Linked DNA regions of Hordeum vulgare: region 2 is linked to region 1. A link is a contact called in public Hi-C data. All regions are on one chromosome and are shown on one strand. The core of a region is the stretch at or near the end of the contact, and the rest is flanking DNA. Distances in the headings are between cores, read along the strand shown.

Region 1 (6,126 bases), core at 1,993-4,492:
GGCAAGAGACAAAAAGAGAACGAGCGCATATGCAGTCAAGGAAGCGGTTGGCTCATCTGCATGTGCTGGCAGAGATTATCAGGCATGCATATGTTCAGGTCAGTGTACAAACGGAACTCCTGATAGCCGGAAGGAGGCCATGGTTTCCGATGTTTGGCGTGTCTGCTCTTTTCCTCGGCAGCCAGATCGCAACGCTGTCTCGTACTGAAGCATCTCCTTTCGGGTAGGAGATCGCCGGATGTGGCTCCCCTCTCTCTTCTCCCTGCGAACAGGCAGAGGATAGCAACCAACCGGCGGTTGGTGCCCAATGCCAATGTTTCCCCGTGCTCGTCCAACCGAGCAGTAGATTTCGGCCATTTACTCCTCGGCTGGCTAGCCGCACTGCCGCGGGTCCGGTGAGTGACTGTGGTGGCCGCGGTTGGGCCAATGCAACTGCACATTCATGCCGCTCCGGCGCGCGGAGGGGCCCTGGACGCGGACGGGGCGGCGCGGCGGCGCGGCAGAAGGCCGAGCTGGACCGGGCACGCGGCGGGGACGGCGACATGCCACCCTTTGCCGACGCCGATGGCATGCGCGCGCTTCCGGCGGCACGAGGCCGTTGGGCAGGGCTTGCCGATACGCACGGCGCATCGGCTAGCCGGCATTGATTGGACTCGCAGTCGCAGCGACACGTACGTACGCCTCCGGCCGTTGGCGCTGTTGGCGCGTCTCGCGCATGCATGCATGCATGCATGGAGAGGACTGGATGAGCAGAGGACTGGATGAGCGGGAGGGCGGCCGTGTCAGGCCATAAATTTACGCCAGCGGCGGGACAGGACTGCGCGTGCAGGGACTGAATTAAATTAAATTGAACCGGGGTGGCATGTCAGGCCCTGACTGCACAGAAAGCGCCGAAGCGGCGGGTTCAGACAGCCAGCAGTCTGAACCATCCGGTGAGTGAGTGAGTGACTGCCCGTCCGTCACCGCGGCGCGCAGAGATGAATTGATGGAGCAGGGTGGTAGGTCGGTAGGGCACTGACTGAGTCGACCCAGCTCTCTGCTTTTCATTAACTCGTAGGACATCATCGAACGGCCAAAAGGAAAAACGAGGGGCTTGTGTGCACGACACTCATCATCACGCCAATTGAGCGTGCGCTACGTAACGACTAACGAGTGTTAACAGACAGGGCACGTGATCAAAGCAACCAAACCAGCTCGCACGTGCCGCGGCGCAGAAGCACGATCCCGGTCGATGGAGCCAGTAGACCACGGCGGCGAACCGGCGATGAGCTCAGTGCAGCCAACAATGCAAACCCTACCAGCTTCCGGCCGCCGGCGCATGCATGCACCAACCCTACCGTCGCCCGTCGGGACCTCACGTCTTCTCATCAGTTAAAACGTTTGGTGCGAAGGATCACGTAGGGCGGTAGGGGAGGAGAAGTAAAAGGGAGAAGCATACATCAATGCGAAGCAACGTGCAGAGAGAGAGAGAGAGAGAGAGAGAAAAGAGATGGAGTCGCTCACTGGATGCATGCAGGCATGCAGCAATGAATAGTTACTACGTACAGAGCACGGATCGATCGTTGGTAGTATTACTAGTGTGCTACTGCCTAGTAGTGGCTACTGTGTAGACTTTCCTGTGTAGGAGCGAACGTGTGTGTACGAATGTGCACGAGATCGACGAGCTAGTGGCTAGTGCTTGAGCACGTCGGGGATGTCGACGGGGTAGCGGTGGACGCAGGCGGCCCAGGGCCCGTCGGCGCCGCCGGGCGCCGCGGGCGGGCGGATGCACTCCCAGGCGGCGCTGTTGCACTTGAACCCGGAGCCGAAGCCGATCATCCACACGCGGTCGCCCTTGCGCATGCGCCCCTTGGCCTCCACGTACGCCAGCTCGTACCACAGCGAGCTGCTCGACGTGTTGCCGAACCGGTGCAGCGTCATCCGCGACGCCTCCACCTGCTCGTCCGACAGCGTCAGGCTGCGCTGCAGCTCGTCGATCACCGCCCGCCCGCCCGCGTGGATGCAGAAGTGCTCGAACGCCGTGCGGAAGTCCGGGATGTACGGCTTGATCCCGCGGTTCACCACCCTGCGCGCGATGAAGGACAGCGCGAACAGCAGCTGCTCCGACGCCGGCAGCACCAGGGGCCCCATGGCCGTGATGTTCGCCTTCAGCGCCTCGCCGGCGACGCTCATCAGGTCCTTGGACAGGTTTATCCCCACGTTGCCGCGCTCGTCCTCCTCCTGGTACACGCAGCGGTACGCGCCGTCCTGGGACCCGGTCAGCGTCCGCACCACCCGCGCCAGCCGGAACCGCGCGTTGGCGCCGTTGGTGGAGAGGAGCACGGCGGCGCCGCCCATGCGGAAGAGGCAGTTGGGCAGGAGCATGGCGCGCTCCTTGCCCATGTAGTAGTTGGGCGTGATGGTCTCCGTCGACACCACCAGCGCGTTCGAGCCCCTGGGAGCGACCTGCAGCAGGTTCCGGGCGAGCCCCACGGAGATGAGACCGGCGCTGCACCCCATCCCGGCGAGGTGCACGTTGCGCACGTCCTTGCGCAGGTTGTACCGGTTGACGATCATGTCGGCGAAAGACGGCGTTGGCGCGAAGAGGCTGCAGTTGACGACGAGGATGTCGATGTCCACCGGGGCGACCTTGGTCTTGGCGAGCAGGTCGTCGATGGCGGAGAAGACGATGAGCTCGGCCTCGGCGCGGGAGGACTCGAGGTCGCAGGACGGCGGGATGTAGTGCTGCGCGTAGGGGAGGCAGGTCTCCTCCCCGAGCCCCGAGCGCTCGAGCAAGCGCGACATGAAGCGCACGCTGCGCTCGTCGAAGCCCGGCCACACGCGGGCGTGCTCCTCGAACGCGGCGAACGGGACGCGGCAGCTGGGGCTGGTGCGGAAGCACGCGTAGTCCACCATGTACACCGCGCGCGGCCGGAGCTTGAGGTAGACGGCGGCCGCCGCGGACGGGACGAACGCGGCGAGGAACATGTGCACGGGCCGGAGCGCGCGCAGCCGGGCGAGCAGCTCATCGGGCCCTAGCTCCGCCGCCTTGAGCAGGGCCGAGGCGGCGAAGGGCACTGCCACGATGGCCACGATGTTGCTCACCGCCAGCTGGTACAGCCGCTTGAGCTGCGCCGACGAGCTCATGCTAACGGTGCGCTCTGTATCGTTTGCGTGCGCTCGCGTCTGTGTTGGGAGCAGCTGTAGCTCTGTGGCCTCGTGGGTGTGTGTGTCGCTTGGCTCGCGGTGGGAGGCGAGGAGAAAGCCGGGAGGGAGAATTTAAAGAAGCGAAACTCCGGGTACCGGGACCCCGCAGGTGGAGCCCGAGCCTGTCGCTCCGAGAAGAGATCACACTATAGAAGTGGTTAGAGGGGAAGAAAATTCTATGGGACGGGGCCTCATAGTGCCGGGTCTCAAGCCCCTCTTCAGATTTTGACACGTCATTGTTTGCACACATCTTAAAGCTGCTTAAAATACCCTAATCAGTTGATACGTATTTATAGTATGGATACGACACAATATCAATCTAATCAATACCTTCCGTCCAACAAACGTAACCAGAAGGTAGCAATCTTCTCACCTGCAGTCTCCGCCGCGCCCGACGTGGAGGCGCCGTCGTAGCAACATTTCCCCGGCGCCAAACCTGGGCACTGCCGCCATGTCTCCCATGGAGACCTCTCCTTTCGCCGGTGATGACGACGTGCTCGTCGTCCCTCACGGAAGCAGTGGCGGCGTCCACATGGAAGCAGCGGCAGCAGGCCTTCATGGAAGCAGCGGCAGCAGACCTGTCCCCATGGCTACCCGTCCATGCGCTGGCGACGACGATCTTCATGGAAGTGGCGGCGTCCACATGGAAGCAGCGGCAGCAGACCTTCATGGAAGCAGCGCTGGCGACGACGATCTTCATGGAAGTGGCTGTGTCAATGTTAAAACCATACCTGTTCCTAGAGTTGGAATGGCATTTAAGTTTGAGGAGGAGGCATACGATTTTTACAATAATTATGCTTGTAAAGTTGGGTTCAGCATTCGAAGGAGCCACACGAAGTTGAGACGAGATGGAACCGTTTATCAGAAACATTTGGTTTGCAGCAAACAAGGTGAGCGAGAAACTCATTCATCACATCACACCAAGAATGAAAATGCAACCACAAGGTGTGATTGCAATGCCCGTGTTCAGCTGAGTATTTCTCCTGATGGCGTTTGGAATGTGCAAAAGGTTCTTCTTGAGCACAACCATGATTTCGCAAGTCCAGATAAGAGGCACATGTTGAGGTCGCAACGTCGTATTGCAGCGTCCGGTAAACTTGTGATTGGTGAGATGCGTGAAGCCGGAATAAAGCCAGCTGAAGTGTACAATTTTTTCAAGCAGTGGTATAAAGGACCCCATAATGTACCTTTCTTGCGGATGGATTCCAATAACCATATTGGTCGTGAGCGTAGGAAGTATCTGGAAGTTAATGATGCGCAAACATTGCTGGAATTCTTGAAAAACAAGCACTTAAATGATCCTTCTTTTTTTTATGCTATACAATTATACGAAGAGGATTGCCGGATAGCTAATTTTTTTTGGGCAGATGGTCAAGCTATCATGGACTACGCTTGCTTTGGTGATGTTTTGTCCTTTGACACAACATTTCAGACAAACAAGTTTGAAATGCCTTTTGCACCACTACTTGGAACAAATCATCATAAGCAAACCATTCTTTTTGGAGCTGCCCTGTTATGTGATGAAACCAAAGATTCATTCATCTGGCTCTTCAACACATTCTTAACCGCCATGTCTGGCAAGGCACCTGCAACCATCTTCACCGATCAGTGTGCTGCCATGGCGAAAGCAATCAGCATTGTTCTCCCAAATACAAAGCACCGCCTCTGTTTGTGGCACATTTATCAAAATGCTGCTAAGCATCTTAGCCATGTAATTTCAGACCATCCTCAATTCCTTGCTGATTTTAAGAGATGTGTCTATGAGGAAAGGTCAATAGCATACTTTGAAATGAAGTGGCAAGAATTGTTGAGTGCTTACAACCTTCAGGATAACACATGGTTACAACAACTCTATGATCTGCGTGAGAAGTGGGCTACTGTTTACCGTCGTGATTCCTTTTGCGCCAACATGACTTCAACTCAAAGGAGCGAAGGTATGAATAACGTGTTTAAGAAAAGATTTCGAAAGAGACTCTGCCTTTCAGAACTCCTAGTAGAATATGATAAGTGTGCCGCTAGTCTTCGGGAGAATGAACTGGACGAGGACTTTAAATCACGTCAGTCTAAACCAGTTACTTGCATCAGAAACTTACCTATGTTGAAGACTGCTGCTGAATCATATACAAGAAGCCTTTATGTTGATTTTGAGGAGCAGTTTAAGCAACAATTTTCTGCCAAGTGCCAGTTAGTTTCCACTGTGGGGACAGTTAGAACTTACATGGTGTCACCTAGGAAATATGAGGATGAGGCAGTAGTTGTATTCAGTTCTGAGGATGTCACCATTTCATGTTCTTGCATAAGGTTTGAATCCATAGGTAAGAAATAACATTTTGTTATTTTACTAGTTTACAATAAAGGTGTCATCAAATATGTACTAACGTATGAATTATGGGATATGTATTTTGTGCAGGCATGCTCTGCGAGTGTTGAACATCAACGAGGTTTTCACTTTGCCATCTCCATATATACTACACCGATGGACAAAATATGCAAAGAGAGGATTGTCGACGAAGACCGTCGAAAGTGAGAAGGAAACTTTGCAGACCCGTGCGGCACGTATAGCTCGGAAAGCAACATCTACTGCAATGAAGTGTTCAGTTTCAGAAGAACTACTTGCAAAATTGGAGGAAGCTATAGATAAATTAAATCTGGAGGCAGATGATTTGTTAAGCGAAAAAAGGCGTGCTAAACATGACAATATTCCTCAAAATACTAATGAGCACGCTTGTAATAATATTCCTCAAAATACTCAAGATATATTAACAGGGAATATATCATTTAGAGTCCCTGAAGTGATAAAAGGTCCAAAGGGAAAAAGGATAAAAGATCCACTTGAAAAGGCGAAACCGAAGAATTTAAAACCAACCCAAAAAAAAGGTATTACAACCACATTTTTCTTACTTTTCACCTCTGATTATTGAATAGATAGTAATGTATTGC
Region 2 (6,126 bases), core at 2,311-4,810, 400 kb before region 1:
TTACAGGGACTTACAAGTCCCGAGTCCCTACCTGTTTGTTTATAGGGACTTATAAATTCATGTTGCACCTAATAAAATACACTTGTTCACATAACCCTTGTTCATACAAATGAATTGCAAAATAGTGACAAATGAAATAACAATTGTTCATAACACTTGTTCATACAAACGAATTATGAATTGCAAAATAGTGACAAATGAAATAACAATTGTTCATAACACTTGTTCATACAAACGAATTAACACTTGTTCATAAGAACCAAAATAAGAGAGAGTACATAAGAACCGAGATAACAGAAATTACATAAGCGAAGAACACTTCATATCATTGTTGTTTCAAGGACCACAACCCATTAGCGACCCAAGCTCTGAATTGATTCATAGCAGCACTGTCCATCTCATTTGTTGAATCATTTGTTGTAGTCGTTGGCATGGACAATGGTACATAATTTTCATCTTGATCACACAAGTCGAAATCTATATCGGCGAGTTGACTTTGTCTGATAAAATTGTGCAGTGCAATGCAAGCCACAATTATTTTGCTTTGTTTCTATTGTGGATAACTAGGCAAGTGAAACAGAATCCTCCACTTGTTCTTCAGGACTCCAAAACACCTCTCGATGACATTTCTAAGTGAAGAATGTGTGAAATTGAAGTGTTCCTTTTTTCCTCTAGGCATTGTGCCATCACGGTACTCCTGGAAATGATAGGTTAAACCCTTGTATGGTGAAAGATAACCCGATCTATTTGGGTACCCTGAGTCCACAAGATAGAACTTATTAGGTGGAGGTTTTGGAAACTTGTCAGCAAATCTGGATCGGGCATCATTGAAGACCCTCATGTCATGCACTGATCCTGGCCAACCAGCTAGGACAAATGTGAATCTCATATCAAAGTCACACACACACATCACATTCTGACTCTTCTCCTTATGTCTATTCCTATGCTGGGCAGCAGTGGCAACTAGTACCACAACTTGTATGTGTGTACAATCTATTGCACCGGCTGCGGCCTCCTCCGCCCTAGGGCACGGGCCTACCACGACCAGGTCCGATCGGAGGAAGGCCATGATCGGCCGACTGGTCGAAGAGGAGTTGCTGGTACGAGCCCAACTCCGGGAAGTCGTCGACGTTGCTGTTGAGATCCAAGAAACGCCTGAAACCCATTCCCCTCCTGAGATTTCCACCGACGGATGAGAACTGGGAGAATAAAGGCATCTGCTCCTCCTCCTCATCAGCCATGGTACGGTGACCTGGGACGCGGAGATCGTCATCAGCCATGGCGCGGTAACCTGCAGTCAACATGGATCATCATCAGCTAAAATGTCAACAAGAAACTGGACATTTTTCAGTTCAACAGCCAAAATGTCATCAGTTCCATCTTTTTCAGTTATTATCCAGGAAACGCAGCAAACTTGGCACGCAGCACACACCCAACAATACTACTGCTGAATTCTGAAGCCACCACTACCGAGGGAACCAGCAACATGCACGAACCATGCGGACTGCTGGAGTACCAGTACATGAACCATGCGGACCAGAAAGCTCCCGCGATGCAGAAACGGGGCGACGGGGGGAAGAACCAACGCAGAAACGGGGCGGCGGGGGGGGGGGGGGGACGAACCGAGGCACAAAACGTGAAGACGGGGCGGCGACGGGGCGGGGCGGCGACCGAGCGGCGACGGGGCGGGGCGGCGGCGGCGATTGGGGCCTGCGAGCGACGCGGGGTAGGGCGGTGCGGCGGCGGCCACTGGGTGGATCGATGCGGGACTTTTTTCACGGGCTAACGAGCAATAAGTCCCAATAAGCTCCTCCCACAGAGTCTTATTTGATAAGTCCCAAATCACCATAATAAGTCCCAATAAGTCCCTTGTGTTTGGTTTAGGTGGAACTTATAGGGACTTTTTTAAGTCCCAAAACCAATAAGTCCCTGGAAACAAACACCCTCTTATTCGACCGCATCTCTCTTCAATTGAACAACAAACACCTTACAAACTTCAAAAGAAAAAAAGTTATAGAGGAGCCTGTTAATCAATTTACTGTATTAACTAGCAAAAGAGCCAGTGCGTTGCAACGGCATAACAAAATTATGCCTTTCGAATCAAGCGATTGATAGCATATTTTACCTATAATGAGCTCCTGTCGTCGCACCGCCCCTCCTTTCCCCCTTTATCCCTCTCCATGTCTCCTTTCTGACATGAGCTCCAGATGCCTTGGATCTGACCGAGCTCCAGTCTTCCTCGTCGTGACCGGTGACCCCGTCCTCGTCACCCGCCGCGTACAGGTCCGTGCGCTGCGAGCTCCACCCCCCACCGTTGTTCTGTAGATCGCGGGTTGAACGCAGAGTTCTGTTTCACAAACGAAACGTTTTTCTCAGATATTCACTAAGAAAAGGACCGCGGGTTAATTTATCAGAAACAAAGTTTTTTTTTGTAAAAACACAACGACGTACAACCAGAAGCAGTATTTGCTTTATTATTAGAGATAGAGATTAAGGACGTTGATAACGTCCATACGTGTGGTGGATGCAATATCCGTCCACACGCCTATAACACACAGATTACAGTCACGTCGCGCATGAATGTGAGAATCTTTTTGGATTTTTAGTTTTTAAATGTTTTATCTTTTAAATAAAAATTTGATTGAAGATCCGTTTTCATCATTAAATCCATCGCGACGAGATCTTCGAAATTAGATCTTATATCAATATGTTTCGATAATATTTTTTTGTTAAAATTTGTCATGTCTATTACACATGAATTGCCATGGTGTTTACACTGAAGTTGTCATGATATTTTTCAGCTACTTTTTCTTCTATCTTTAAAAGTAAATTTTGACATATTATAAAAGAAAAAAGTAAATAGAACATGTCATGACAACTTTTTTTTGAGAGAGTTTTTTTCATTCATATCACGAATCAGTACAATGAAGTTGACCCTTACAAGCACACTGAAACGCAAACACGAAGGACCTTAAACACCTAGAGTACCTAAGACAACCATAACAAGAGGATCTCCGGAGCCCAATGTCACCATCCCTGAATCTTGAGAGAAGACTCGTGTAGCAGAAGGATCTGCAACCAGTCGCAAGCAGGTCATCATCTTCGACCATGGTACAATTGCCGCCACGCTGTTTCATCGCAAGCAGGTCATGACAACTTTAGTGTAAACACTATGGCAAACTATAATGTGTAAACAAGACAACTTTTGGCCATTTTTTTTTCTCGAAACGTATCAACATGGAATATAGTTTTGAAGATCTCGTCGAGACGGATTTAATGGTGAAAACAGATTTTTAACTGAATTTTTAATTAGGAGATAAAATATTTTTAAACCGAAATTAAAAAGATTTCCGCTGATATCTCACGCGTGAGCTTTTTCGTTAATTAATCAAGGGCTTGTTAATTAGTCGTTCCCGCGGTTTCCAATCCGAGTCCGTGAGTGGCAATCATGGAAAGATCTCAGTCCGACTCGAGCGAGGTTAGCTAGATCACCAAGCCACCTCGTCTATATTAGCGACGGAACCCTCCACTTCCACCGATCGAAACAAGAAACGGAGCCAGCGAACGCGGAGCGGAGCGGAGCGGAGCAGATCAGCCCAACATGGAAGCATCCAAGTTCGGCTTCGGCCCCAACCTGCCGCCGGCGTTCAAGTTCGACCCCACCGACGACGACATCGTCGCCTACTACCTCCTCCCGCGCGCGCTCGGCCTCCCCAACCCGCACGCGCACGCCATCATCGAGGACGACCCCGGGAGCGCCCCGCCGTGGGAGCTCCTCCGGCGGCACGGCGGCGACGGCGGGATCGACCACGCCCTCTTCTACGGCCCCCCCACGGCCGGCCGCCGCAGGAAGCGCACCGTCAAGGGCGGCGGCGTGTGGCAGGGGCAGAAGGTGAACGAGGGCATCGCCACCCTGCTCGGCCCCGGCGGCGCCGAGCTGGACATCGCCTACAAGCGCTACGATCTCACCTTCAAGCGCAAGGTCAGCATGGGGTACGTCATGCACGAGTACGAGATCACGTCGCCGCCGCTCCCCGGCAAGGTGCTCAGCCGCGTCAAGATCAGCAGCAACGCCAAGGGAAAGGCCGCCGCCGCCGCCGACCAACAGATTGTGCTCCCGGACCCTGAGCTGCCGGGCACGAGCTACTACGACCACGCCGCCGCCGCCGACCAACAGGTTGTGCTCCCGGACCCTGAGCTGCTGGGAACGAGCTACAACGACCACGACGCCGCCGCGATGGAGAGCAACGGCGAGGGACTTGGTGACACGCAAGCTGGTGCTCTGTCTGGCGGCAACGGCGGTGACTACTGCTATGAGCCTCTCAACTGTATCCTCCCGGAGGGCGAGTACATGGACAACGGCCTCTCGTTCACCGACCAGCTTGCCGCGGCGATGAACAGTGACGGCCAGGGATTCACCGCCGCTCAAGCCGGTGCTTTCTACGGCTGCGGCATGGTGGAGACGAACGGCGCCTACTATGGCCCTTCACCGTTCTTCCCGGTTGCTAGCCAAGAGGTTGCCCCATGGCCTAATCAGCTGGGCCAGATCCACAGCCACACCCAGTACTACGCTGGAGATGACGCTGCCCTGGTGTGCTACGGCGGCGAGCAACAAGCCGGTGGCGCTCTGTGTGGCTACTACAACGATGACGGCGGTGTCATGACAACCGAGAGCGCCCACTCAACTATTTCTCCCGGCAATGACGGGGAGCAGAACCGGGACGAGACCTATGACTACATGCCTCTCGGCGACAACGCCGGCGACTTCAACTGTGAGCAGAACCGGGACGAGACCCATGACTACAGGCCTCTCGGCGACAACGCCGGCGACTTCAACTGTGAGCAGAACCGGGACGAGACCTATGACTACACGCCTCTCGGCGACAACGCCGGCGACTTCAACTGTGAGCAGAACCGGGACGAGACCTATGACTACAGGCCTCTCGGCGACAACGCCGGCGACTTCAACTGTGAGCAGAGCGACGCCGGCGATGCGGCCACCGATCGAGAGTGAACTAGTCGAAGCAATACATCTAGGAACTACTCGTAGGATATGGGATAGCGTATCATACTACCATACCATGTCATGTGCTTGTACCGATGGATGGTCTACAATTACGCACCCGGATTTTTTGAACTCGATCCTTAACAATTTTATTACATACGTAAAGTTGTCGCCTCTGGTTGAAAGTTCTTTTCTTACTTATTACACACTCAGATGTTTTTCTACTGATCGGACCTGCTCGGATGTCATTTGGCCACACAAATTCGCAATAGCCTACAAATTTTGGTCATAATCGAAGCCACAAAGATTCATATTTCTTTTGCTATGTGCTTACTGTTTATCGTGCTTGTTGTATGTCTGGGTGTAGAACAACCACTCTCTTTTCTCCCTGAATGTATATATGGCTCAGACATCCCAAGTTGCTATAAGCTTTTATGACTGTTTACACTAGCCAAATCACTGAAGAGAGAATTCTGCTTTGGTGAACCATGGTGATGATGTAGCCCTAATTCGAAGGTCTGATCAACAATCCAGTCAGTACTCAGTAGGGCACCGTGGCAGTGACCGTTCTATGCCTGGGGTCTGTCAGCACGGAGCACACATTGACGAAGCCTGCTTGGCTCAGCGCATCCTCCAGATCCAGCATGTAGTACTCGTCCAGGAACGGTTCAGTGCTCTTCATCAGGGTGAACAGAACGGGTGATAGTTCCTGAAACGGTAACAAATTATTAGTACTCTAAGTCAACGTGAGTGAGAATCAGATGAGGAGCTTCAGTAAATTTTGCTCGAGATTACCTGGAGTACTTTTGACTTTGGCTGAGGCCAGTACAAAAGGAAGTGGAGTTAGATTTCAGAACTTTTCTCAAAACAGTTGTGTTACCAGTAATAACTTCATATTGGGAAACTGAATTTTCTTACTGAGTTGTCTGTTAAGGCGATGGTTCCTCCTGGGCGAAGCAGTCTGAATGCTTCCTTCGCTAATCCGATTATTGCTCGTGCTGGACACTCGTGGCACTGCAGGTGTTTATAGAATTGCACTTGCAGCATTAATGGTGATTTTCGAGCTACCATTTCATTTTTCAAAGTCCTTAGCACAGCGTTCATGTAAAGAAGTCTATAAT

The links. Hi-C and Micro-C count contacts between places; a contact is called where the count stands out from the background.
Region 2: a contact with region 1 is called in a Hi-C map of seedling, with 2.8 times the contacts expected there. The contact joins the promoter of LOC123406390 here to the promoter of LOC123401976 in region 1. A contact is called at or near these places in 3 of 6 Hi-C or Micro-C datasets (leaf and seedling).

What each region holds. Positions count from the first base shown.
Region 1 is chr6H:491,549,722-491,555,847 of MorexV3_pseudomolecules_assembly, forward strand. LOC123401976 (3-ketoacyl-CoA synthase 5-like) reads right to left here and starts at 3,243. Exons shown (of 1, transcript XM_045095841.1): 1 at 1,517-3,243. The coding sequence starts at 3,126. The coding sequence ends at 1,672.
Region 2 is chr6H:491,152,700-491,158,825 of MorexV3_pseudomolecules_assembly, forward strand. LOC123406390 (NAC transcription factor ONAC010-like) reads left to right here and starts at 3,561. Exons shown (of 1, transcript XM_045099894.1): 1 at 3,561-5,245. The coding sequence starts at 3,602. The coding sequence ends at 5,014. It overlaps LOC123406391, which reads right to left. Exons shown (of 8, transcript XM_045099895.1): 6 at 5,924-6,019; 7 at 5,801-5,821; 8 at 5,295-5,714. The coding sequence ends at 5,547.